3 separate regions of the Zea mays genome follow, and regions 1 and 2 are each linked to region 3. Evidence: chromatin contacts called from public Hi-C data. All regions are on one chromosome and are shown on one strand. Each heading gives the region's core, a stretch centred on a gene start, on an enhancer-like site or on the middle of the called end of the contact. The rest is flanking DNA. Distances are from core to core; before and after follow the strand shown.

Region 1 (3,635 bases), core at 837-3,336, 210 kb after region 3:
GAAGTCCTCGACGAGTGAGTTGGTGCTGAACCGGTGGTCGAACAGGTCTTCGGCGTGGTGGAAGTGGTAGAACTCCGAGCTGCCCATTAGAGGGGATTCCTTGCCGTTGACCATGGCGGCCGGTGCGGTCGCTGGAACAGGTACTGGTACTGGCACTGCCACTGGCTTTGGGTCGGTGACTTCGAAGGACCTCCGCACAGAGCTGGACCTGTCAAGGCTCCGGCGCCTCCGGCTCGACGTGTCCATGTAGTAGTCTCGCGTCTGGGCCGAGCCCCCAGGGACGTTCGCGTCGGGGTCGGGCTCCGGCTGGGAGTCATCCTCCACGGGGATTTGACCGTCGGAGCGCTCCACGATGCCGGCGGGGGAGTCCTCCATAGCCGAGAGGATGGGAGGCAGGCGGGAGAGCGGCGGCGGCGCGCGGCCGAGGGCAATGCCGGCGCCGGCGCCGGCGCCGAACAGATAGCCGTCCCACGACGCACGGGGTTGGTCCCAGGCGAAGCCCATGCCGTCGACGGACATGCGCCCGGCGTCGAGGGAGAATCTTAGATCGGTGTCACACGAGCGCCGCCCGCCGGCGAACTCAGAGCCGGCTTCACCACGGCGGAAGCGGCTGCGCCGGAGGAACGATGGCTTGGAGGGCTTCTCCGGTGGGGGCATTGCCGCCGCAGCAGCCTTGCTGCCCGCGGCCTCCTGCTTCTTGAGCTTCTGCTTGCGCCTCCAGTTCTGCCACTTCTTGCTGAACACCGAGGCAGCAAGCCAGAAGCTCCCGGCGATCTCCATCTCCTTGGGCGGCGGCTTCTTGGGCTGCTGCGACTGCGAAGACTCGAGATCTATGTGATCCTTCATGGCCCTAACATCCCGCGCCGCATTCACCCCCGTCTCCATCTCCTCAGAGGTGTCGGCCACCAAGACGGGCTCCATCACCGGAACAATCTCGTCGGAATCCTCGGCGACAGCAATCTCCTCCTCCAAGAACATCTCAGCGACGCAGGCCGGCGGAGGGGGCGGCGGCGCAAGGACCTCGGCGGCGAGCGCGGCCGCGGCGGTGGAGGACGAGGCCGGGAAGGCGACGAACGCTGTGCCGTCGCGGACCCTCTCGCGGTCGTCCTGGTGGAAGAGCGCCCAGAGAGTGCTCCGCCCGCGCACGTCGCACGACCGCCGCTGCGGCTCGTACGCCCCGCCGGCGGCTGCCAGCGCGTCGCCCCCGCTCCCGCAGGAGAAAGACTTGCACCGGCGGAGGTCCGGCAGCGCGGCGGCACCGGAGCCCGAGGGCCCTCCGCCGGCGGCAGCGGCGAACGGCCGGGAAAAGAGCGAGCGGATAGCGGAGGTGGACTTGCGGCCCGGCGCGGCGGCCGCGGCGGCGTTGGCCTCGAGCCCGGTGAGGCGCTCGCGGAGGCAGGCGGCGCAGAAGCCCGTGAAGGTCTCCTCAGGGTGAAGGTCGCAGGTCGTCGACACCGACCGCCGCGGCGGCGGCACCGGCGGCTCCATCCGCAGCGTCATTGCGTCGTCGCGCGTGTTACCCTGGGCACCTGGCTTAGCCGCGGCGCGCCCTCACATTGCTTGGACACGCACGGCGGTGGTACACTCCGCTCGGGGCGTCAGGGCGTGGTAGCTGTGAAGGGCGGAGGGAGTGGTTTTGAGGATGTAGAGCGAGAGAGGAGACAGCGAAAGTTGGAAAGGAATCACGGGGTCTCAAACCTCACTCCGTGCTACCTCTCTCTCTCTCTTCTCTCTCTCTCTCTCTTTCTCTCTCTGATGTCTCTCTCTCTGTTTCTTTTGCTTTGGTTCCTCTGGCCTTCTCGGGGTTCGGGCTTGCTGACAATGTAGGGGATCGAAGCTGAAACGCACACGCGCTCTCAAACCTCTCCAGCTTTGTGCGTATCGATCGGATCACCACCGCTGTGATCTCGCCAAGACTGGCCTTTCGGAGTTGCTTGATAAGAAGGTGATCGCCCAAAGCATATTCTGCGTGCGTGCGTGCGTGTATCAATGTGACTCACGGATCGAGCAGGAAAACGGCTGCTGAAAACGTTCAAAACCTCATGTGTTTAAGCTATCTTCATCAGCTTATCTATGATATGTTTCGTTTCATTTCCTATTTTAAACTTTACAATTTGAACATCACAGTCTACGATATAAAACAATGTTTATCTAACCATATACTGTTAGAAATTCTCTGGTGCTTAGCATCGTTTCCCAAGTCCCTAGAATACCAATCCGTGTCTAAAATACCTCGATGATGAGTAGATCTATTCTACTGAGGGGTACATGTATACATACCGTCATTGTTGTTCCTAGCCATCATTGCGGCGGCGTCTTGCAGCGAAGATTCGCCTCCTCCTTCTTGTCGATCTCCCTGATGGTGTCGAGGAGATTGGTTCCCATCGTTGATCGGCGGTGGATCAGCTCCTCCAATGTTGCCTGTAGGGGGAATCTCAGATCCCGATGGGATAACGGGGATCTGAGACATAGTCACAGCGATTCCAGTCACTCCGAGCGCCTAGGGGATCGGTTCCTCTCAAAGTGTCGATTAGGGTTTGTGGTCGAGCGATTAGCGTTAGCTAAACCCGTCGGCCCCTTAATCTATTTATATGGCGTCGTGTGACCGGGGGCTGCAACCAACGGTTAGGATAGCCCCCCGATCAGGGGCGCGATTAGACGGTTAGGATTAACCCTACCCCGGTTACTGTTAACCGGCTAGTGTAGAGGACACATCCTAACAATCTCCCCTTTATTCTCTACATATCTCACACTCAAACTTTTATTAATTCCGTCCTTTAACAAGTTTACACATAGAGACCAATGCGTGACAATGATCTATTAAGTATCACCACACTCATTGACTACAACATGCTCCCCTGCTTCAGAACGAAAGATTTTACTAGATTGCAATCTGTAGCCCCTGTGATTCTAGATCATAGGTACTCCCTTAATCCCATGTCGGCTGCGTGCTTACTAAACACGCTGGGTGGAAGACCTTTTGTGAGCGGATCCGCAAGCATCTGATGGGTTCTTATATGCTCAACTTGAATGGTGTGATCCAGAATCTTCTCCTTAACAATATAACACTTAATGTCAATGTACTTGGCAGAGCCACTTGACTTCTTGTTATGGGAGAAAAATACCGCTGGCTCGTTGTCACAGTAAATTCTCAGTGGTCGCTCTATGCTATCAACCACTCTTAATCTGGGTACGAATTTCTTTATCCATATCGCCTGTCAGTTGCCTCATACGTAGCTAAAAACTCAGCGTGCATTGTCGACGATGCTCTCGCTGTCTGTTTGTAGCTCTTCCAAGAAATAGCTCCCCCAGAGAGCATAAAGACATACCCTGAAGTGGACTTCAGTGTATCTCTACACCCTCCCCAGTCGGCATCTGCATAGCCAACTATTTGTAGGGAATTAGATCTTCTGTACGTAAGCATGAGACCTTTAGTACCTTGAAGGTACCTTAGAGCCTTCTTGACTGCTTTCCAGTGTTCTATGCCTGGATTCTTCTGATAGCGTCCAAGCATCCCGGTGGTAAAAGCTAAGTCAGGGCGAGTACATACTTGAGCATACATAATGCTTCCGATAGCTGAAGCATATGGTACTGACTTCATCTTGTTTTTCTCATACTGATTCTTGGGACACTGA
Region 2 (3,783 bases), core at 517-3,016, 240 kb before region 3:
CATCTGCCCAGAGTAGTTTTGTCCCTAACCAGTAATGCTGCAGTGTACAAACGAATTCATCCTTCCAATGCTTAAGTTTTGCTGCCCAATCAGCCCTTAACAAACAAATAAAAAATGTTTTGTAAGTTACAGAAAAACAGACCAATCATTCATGTTATATACTTATATAACCATGCATTGAGGTAGGAAAGAAAAAGAATACAGACCTGCTCATTGAAGCAACAGCACGAAGAGCAGGGCCCACACCCAGGACTCTTGCCCAAAATTTCTGTATAATTGATTGGCCAACCTTCAGAGATTCTTGTACCTGTTTAGCTTTAGCCTTAGCTTTTGCAGTGCTGAGGCCTTCCACAGCCTGATCACATTCTTCTGGGGATGCCTCCTTTTTCCTTTTATTTTGCTTGTGGTCCTCGCTCTGTTCATCATCTGTATCCATCTTAGGCTGCCTTGCTGTTGCAGTTGATGCTGTGCGGACCGACTGCAGCAAAGATCTAGCTCCCAGGCTCAGAGGCAATCTAAATTCATTCCTTCCAAATCCACCATGAGAAAGAGAAATCACATAAGATGGACGTTGCCAAAACCCATTACCAAGACCTAGTAGATCCTTTTTTATCAAATTCATATTGTGTTGCTCCTTCTCGCATTTGGAATCCCCAGAACTATGCTCGAGAAATCGCTGTTCTGTTCTTGGCTCAACCTCCAAACCGAGTCTTCCATGTTGGAATGTAAAGAAAGCAGACGATGAAATGGTAGGTGTGTTAACATGATCCAAGAAATACTTCCTTCTCCTAATGATTGCCATTGAAGCCATACTTGATTGCGTCTGAATTCACAATAGGAAGATCACACTCATGTAGAAATCTGAAGTTATCAAAATGGTTCAACCAATGACTTAGTAAGTGTAAATTTAAATATAAATAATGACAAGGAAAACTAACTAATCATCACTGGGCTCCAATTTGGTCCCATCATAACAGTGTGCATATAGAGCCCAGAGTAGCCAAGGCTCAATAATAGCTCATGCTAAATTCCCGAAATATATCGGAGAGAGAAAAAAAAACTATTTAATCGTCCAATAACTGGTCTCGACAAGGGACTTTTGATCTTGAGGAAATTCCTTCGCTACTAAGGCCCTATTTGTTTCCCTCCTAGATTATATAAGTTAGATTATGGTGGAAGGTTAAGAGAGTAAAATATCACTTTGGGATCACAGATAAGCTAAAATAAGCTATCCAATACTAACTTATTTCAGCTTATTTGTGGTCCTAAAGTGATATTTTATTTTTCTATCCTTCTACCATAATCCAACTTATATAATCTAGGAAAGAAACAAACACACTCACACCCTAAGAGTGGACTCAGTAAATGGGTGTACACACTACGCACCCCGATAATTTTTGCAAAAAAGTGAAGTTAGTAGGAATAATACTCCAGTTTTTGTAAGGAGTGCATATATAAGCTTGTAATTAGATCGAGTTCAAATACTAATGAACAAATAGCTTAAATTAGGGTTCGGGGCTCAGTTTCACACAGCAGGAAGCAAAGAGAAGAGGTGGGCATACCTGGTGGATGCTCGTCGCTGTTGAAGGTCGACCTGGGCACCTGGCCTAGGCGGCGGCGGCGGCCTACGGTCGCCCACCCACCCGTCGACACGAGAGAGAGAGAGAGAGCGCACGGCACGGGGGTGGCGGCGGTCGCCCACTCGACGCCACGGCCCGAGAGAGAGAGAGAGAGAGAGCACGCGGGATGAATGTGAGCGAAGAAAAGGGCGCACGCACTGCTGGCCTTCTGGGTTTGAGGTTGTGTATACAGATTATGCTATTTCTAGAGGTGTACCCATTAATACATAAAGTTTTTTTCTAATATGACTAGTTTGGAAACTCTATTCTTTTAAGAGATTTTTATTTTTCCAATAAAAATGAACTATTTTTTCTTGGAAAAATAGAAATTCTTTGGAAAAAATAGGACCTAGTTTGCAAACTCTATTTTTTAAAGTGATTCCTATTTTTCAAAGAAAAACGAGGTTTCCAAATTAGCCCTAAGATTAAGATATAGAGATATTTTAATTTCCACGGTATAGATTTAGTCTATGTTCGGTGGGGATTTGTTGGGATTAAGAAAGATTGAGGTGTTTTTAAAGAATCAACCTATTTTAAATGAGATGATGCATTATGAGTCAATTCTACAAATTTGTTGTAAGAACTCATTTATCATATTATTACTAATTATTAGCCTATTAGGAATGAAATAGCAATGGATCAATTCATTCCATTCCACAAACCAAACAACAAAGTGAGAAGTGAAAAGATGATATGATACCTTATTCCTCAAACCAAACATTCTATAAATCTCTTCTTATCCAATCCCTTCTTATCCCTCAATCCATCCCTAACCAAACAAGCCCTTAGGGAAAAATCTTCCTCTATTGGATAGGGTGCATATGGGTACATGGAAGCATAATCCAAACCCGATTACCCAAGGGTAATAATCACCCATTAAAATTAGAAGATGCAAAATTGTATCTCTCATACTCCGATTGAATTTGAAAACATGTATGTGTTAGGATTAAGTTACTATCTTTAGAATGTGTCACTTTGTTTTTGTCGTTTTGTATGGGTAAACAATGTTTTTTGCTTGTTATATGTTAGATTTTATTCGTGATGTATTGTTGTTGGGGTGTCGTGTGGTTGTTAATGTCATATAAAATTCAATCATGTTTTTCTTGATACGTGTGGATGAACTTTCTAGAATGTGACCATGCTTTTTTGTCGGAGATGTGGATTCATTGTAGACCTGATACCCGAACAGGGATGGGGTATGGGTTGAATCTTGTCGGGGACCATAATTAGGGATACCCCAAGACTCCTAATCTCAGCTGGTAACCCCCATCAGCACTAAGCTGCAAAGGCCTGATGGGTCCGATTAAGCCAAGGCTCGGTCCACTCAAGGGACACGACCTCGCCTCGCCCGAGCCCAGCCTCGAGCAAAGGCAGCCGACCCCGGAAGATTCACATCTCGCCCGAGGACCCCCTCAAGTGACGTACACACCTTCGGCTCGCCCGAGGCCCAGTCTTCACCAAGAAGCAACCTTGGCCAGATCGCCACACCGACCAACCGAATCGCAGGAGCATTTAATGCAAGGATGGCCTGACATCTTATCCTGTCATGCGCCCTTCAGTCGACAGAGCCGAAAGTGACTGCAGTCACTTCGCCGCTCCACCGACCGGCCTGACAAGAACACAGCGCCGCCTGCGTCGCTCCGACTGCTGTGCCACTCGACAGAGTGAGGCTGACAGCAGCCAAGTCCGGCCTCGGGCGCCATAGGAAACTCCGCCTCGCCCGACCCTAGGGCTCGGACTCGGGCTCGGCCCCGGAAGACGACGAACTCCGCCTCGCCCGACCCCAGGACTCGGACTCGGGCTCAGCCCCGGAAGACGGCGAACTCCGCCTCGCCCGACCCCAGGGCTCGGACTCGGGCTTGGCCCCGGAAGACGACGAACTCCGCCTCGCCCGACCCAGGGCTCAGACTCGGGCTCGGCCCCGGAAGACGACGAACTCCGCCTCACCCGACCCAGGGCTCGGACTCGGGCTCGGCCCCGGAAGACGACGAACTCCGCCTCGCCCGACCCAGGGCTCGGACTCAGCCTCGGCCCCGAAAGACGACGAACTCCGCCTCGCCCGACCCAGGGCTTGGACACGACCTCGACCTCGGAAGACCGACTCGACCCCGACCTCGGAGGAGCCTCCGCCTCGCCCGACCTAGGGCTCGGACCGACCACGTCA
Region 3 (3,628 bases), core at 226-2,725:
ACGACCAGATGTAAAGAAATATAGCGATGTATCTCCCATGTAAAGACGATGAAAAGAACCGGAAAAACATTTTGACAGAACACACACACACAAAAAAACAGAGAGATAAACAGCTAGCTGCCTTGCTCCTGAACTGTGGAACTCACGTCGTGTACTGTGTTCTTTTGGTTGCAGTGACTCACGCCAGCAACAGATACTGGTGGAATCGTCGTCCCTATCACCAATCATTTCTCCCATACCGATACTCCATACCGCGACGAGCAGTGATCCGAAAGCTCCTCTCTCTCTCTTTTTTTTTTTTTTTTTTGCAGAATGGAAGAAACTTCTCCCTTTTTCGTTTCTCTCAAGCTACTGCCAACTGGTTGCGCGTTCTGTATAGAATTTACCGTGTTTCACTTCTGTCGAAAAATCTAAACTTTTAGGCACCTCGTTTTGTTTTGAAATACCGATTTTATAGCCTTTTTGTTTTTTTTTTCATTTGGAATGCCTGAAGCTGGTTTCAACAACGAGGACGACCGACGACTGGAGAAATTATGACACGTACGTCCCAAAATGGGAGCCATGGAACTCCGACGACGAGCCAACCAAAAAAAATTCAAATGACCCTGTCAGAAATTTGATCGTTTTCGGTGCCCAAATGGAGCCTGTAATGCATGAATTAATGTCCACTTTTGAAACCTGGAGTACGTGTGCGTGCACTGTGGGGTGGGTTATTGCCCAAAGAGGAAATGGGTGCGCGCGTACTAAGTTGACCATGGTCGCTGTAATAAAACGAGAGTGTCTCGGCGGCGAGCGATGAACGTAGAGGGAGAAGGCGCGCACGTACTCACCGGCGGCTGAGGCGAGCGGCGCGCAAGTGCCGACAGGTTCTCCTCCGTCCACTCCATGACGACATCGGCGTCGGCCGTCTCCACCCTGTGCAAGTGCAAGAGCCTGACGCCGCCGTCACCGCCGGCGCCCGCGTCCGTGCTCCCGCCGCCCCGGTGCGAGCCCAGCTGGAACCCGACGACGACCGCGGCGAGGGCGAGGAGGCAGAGCACGACGCCCCTCGTCCAGGCCCAGGCCGTCCGGGGCGGCGCGCCTGCTGCTGCCGCTGCCGCGGTGGCCCACGCTCGCCTCCTCCGCGCCAACAGCAGCGCCCTAGTCCCGCCGCAGGGCGTGGCAGCGGCGGCGTGGTGGAGGCCGCGCTCGGCGTCGTCGTCGTGTTGCGCGCCGCAGGCGTGGGGGAAGCGGCGATCGACGCCGGCTCCGCCGCAGCAGGTGTCGTCGTCGCGCTCGATGTCGTTGGGCTGGCGCCTGCGGTGCGGGCCGGGTGGGATGGTTGCCGTGGTCGTGGACGTGGTTGCGGCCGCGGCCATGGAATGGAACCGTGCGCGTCGCTAGGCTAGGAATAGGAACCCCGCGGGAGACTAGAGGGAGGTAAGGCTAGTGACTAGTGAGTGAAGAGGAGAGAAGGCCGGGTAACTGAAACCAACCGGTGGCGGTTTCGCGATCACACTGCCGTGCCCGTTCTCTTCTCTGTCCCTTACATTACAAACAGCACACTGTCCGCGCTTGGCAACCGCCACCGCCGCCGCCGAGGTCACTTTGTGTCTGCACTACGAACCGTGCGATTGCGTCGGATCGTAGCGTGCGCCTCGGTCTGCCTCGTCGGATCGTAGCGTGCCGTGCGGTTGTGCGAACGAAGCGTCCGATAATGTAAGCGGCCGGGTTGATAAATTAAAGAAGGAAACCGAGACAAGCTTTTGCAGTTCGTGTATGCATGGTCCATGCATGGATGCCTCCCGGCCGGCCTGCTGCTCGATCCAAGTTGACCCAGAGGCCAGAGGCATGCCACGACCACGGCACGACCGCACGAGGTATCCTCTCGTAGTCTCGTCTGCATGGGGATCGGTCTCTGTCGGGTCGGTCCACAGGTCGGTTTCCGGCCACACAGGTCGTCCGCGCAGCGCCAGCTAAAGCAGGGCACGCACGCTACATACATCTTCTCTATGCCCAGCCCCCCTGATACGCACCCACCACACTTCGTGAGGAAAGAAAGCAAAGGAGAAATGCACGCTCACCAGGAAAGATCCGCTTTTGCCTAGTTAGTGTGCATGCAACGCACCACGGCTTCCTTTGGGCTCTTCTAACCTCCTCTCAGGCAAGATTGTCCGTTATTGATCACGTTACTCTTAAACAAAACGGACCAAGTACTGGTAGCGCGGTTACTGGTTGGTGTGGTGCCTTGTTCTTGTCATGCTGCTAACCTGACAAAAACGACTTTCAACTTGGCCGGCCCTTTACTTACGAGGAAATAGTCTTTGTTGCTTCAGCAAAGCCCAGAAAAAAAAATGTTAGGTAAACTTTTTTTTTCGAGTGTAATTCTCGGTAAAGAATTTTTAGCAAACTGTACATCATTAATAGCGGTTTTTTTGCCGAGTATTTTTTGTCGGACGCTCAATAAAAAAGTCATAGTCACGACGTTAAATAACGACGACGGAGCCTTTGTTTTGCCGAGGCCTTTCCTCTAGCAAAAAAAAAGAAAGAAAAAAAGAAAAAAAATCTGCTCGACGATGTGTTTGCGTCAACCGTGTTTGATTGATCATGTCAGCTGAGATGAGAGCGACAAGGAATGACCACGCAGCAGAAAGAGCAGTATATATTAAGCGTATCTGATGTTGGCATCTGCTATATATTCTGCTACTTCCCTTCACTAACGAATAATACTCGCTTGTCTCGCTATAATAGTGCCTGGCGCCTAAAGATAAATAAATCAGCGACAAAGACACCACCACCACTGACGAGTAAGCCCTTGTTCGGCACTTTGGAAATTTTTTTTCTAGGTTGGTTTTTTCACCCATATGGATTAGGTGAATCTAATCCTTTCACCCAATCCCTTATGAGATTAAATCCAAAAACTCAATCAACCAATGTTTATTCGTTTATTCCATATGGATTATATTTCCAAACCCACACAACTATGTTTGTTTGTTTATTCCATATGGATTAAATCCCAAATCTAAATACCAACAAAAGCAAATAAAATCAACAAAATTTAAGCATAGACCATATCATATCTCTAGAAATTTAAGCATAGAACATGTTATCTATCTAGAAATTTAATCATGCCATACAATTAGGCATCCCGATAATGTGAAGAGAGGTAGAGGTCGACCAACCTTGACGTGGACAGAGGCTGTGAAGAGGGACCTGAAGGGGTGGAATATTGATAAAGAGCTCGCCGTGGATAGGAAGGGGTGGAAGTGTGCAATTCACGTGCCAGAACCCTAATTTGTAGTTTCTCTTTTCCTCCTTAATCGTTTGACCTTTTCTTGTGCCCCCTTTAGATCTTGCTGGTTCTTGTGGGTTTTATCTCTTTTTATGCGTTTTCCTGTTTCGTCGTTTTTCGGTTCTCCTTTGCCTTTGTTCCCCTTTTCTTTTCTTTAGAGGTTGAACTCTGAGGTTTTCATACGGGTTTCATCTCTAGCCTACCCCAACGTGTTTGAGACAAAAAGGCTTTGTTATTGTTGTATACAATTCTCGATACATTTTTTTTCAAATTAAACATATTTTAAAGATGCGTCAACTGGCATGACGTGACTTGACTTTCACCTTCTCTAGCGATGCTGATAATATCTTTATCATT

The links. Hi-C and Micro-C count contacts between places; a contact is called where the count stands out from the background.
Region 1: a contact with region 3 is called in a Hi-C map of endosperm, with 2.8 times the contacts expected there. The contact joins the promoter of LOC103635597 here to the promoter of LOC103635595 in region 3. A contact is called at or near these places in 4 of 25 Hi-C or Micro-C datasets (bundle sheath, ear, endosperm and 1 more).
Region 2: a Hi-C map of leaf shows a contact between it and region 3, with 2.7 times the contacts expected there. The contact joins the promoter of LOC100501079 here to the promoter of LOC103635595 in region 3. A contact is called at or near these places in 9 of 25 Hi-C or Micro-C datasets (bundle sheath, ear, endosperm and 3 more).

Annotation. Positions count from the first base shown.
Region 1 is chr8:99,807,430-99,811,064 of Zm-B73-REFERENCE-NAM-5.0, forward strand. LOC103635597 (protein OCTOPUS) reads right to left here and starts at 2,087. Exons shown (of 1, transcript XM_008658010.4): 1 at 1-2,087. The coding sequence starts at 1,500.
Region 2 is chr8:99,357,332-99,361,114 of Zm-B73-REFERENCE-NAM-5.0, forward strand. LOC100501079 (LETM1-like protein) reads right to left here and starts at 1,767. Exons shown (of 15, transcript NM_001195906.1): 1 at 1,563-1,767; 2 at 207-823; 3 at 1-95. The coding sequence starts at 811.
Region 3 is chr8:99,600,704-99,604,331 of Zm-B73-REFERENCE-NAM-5.0, forward strand. LOC103635595 reads right to left here and starts at 1,476. Exons shown (of 8, transcript XM_008658007.3): 1 at 831-1,476. The coding sequence starts at 1,358.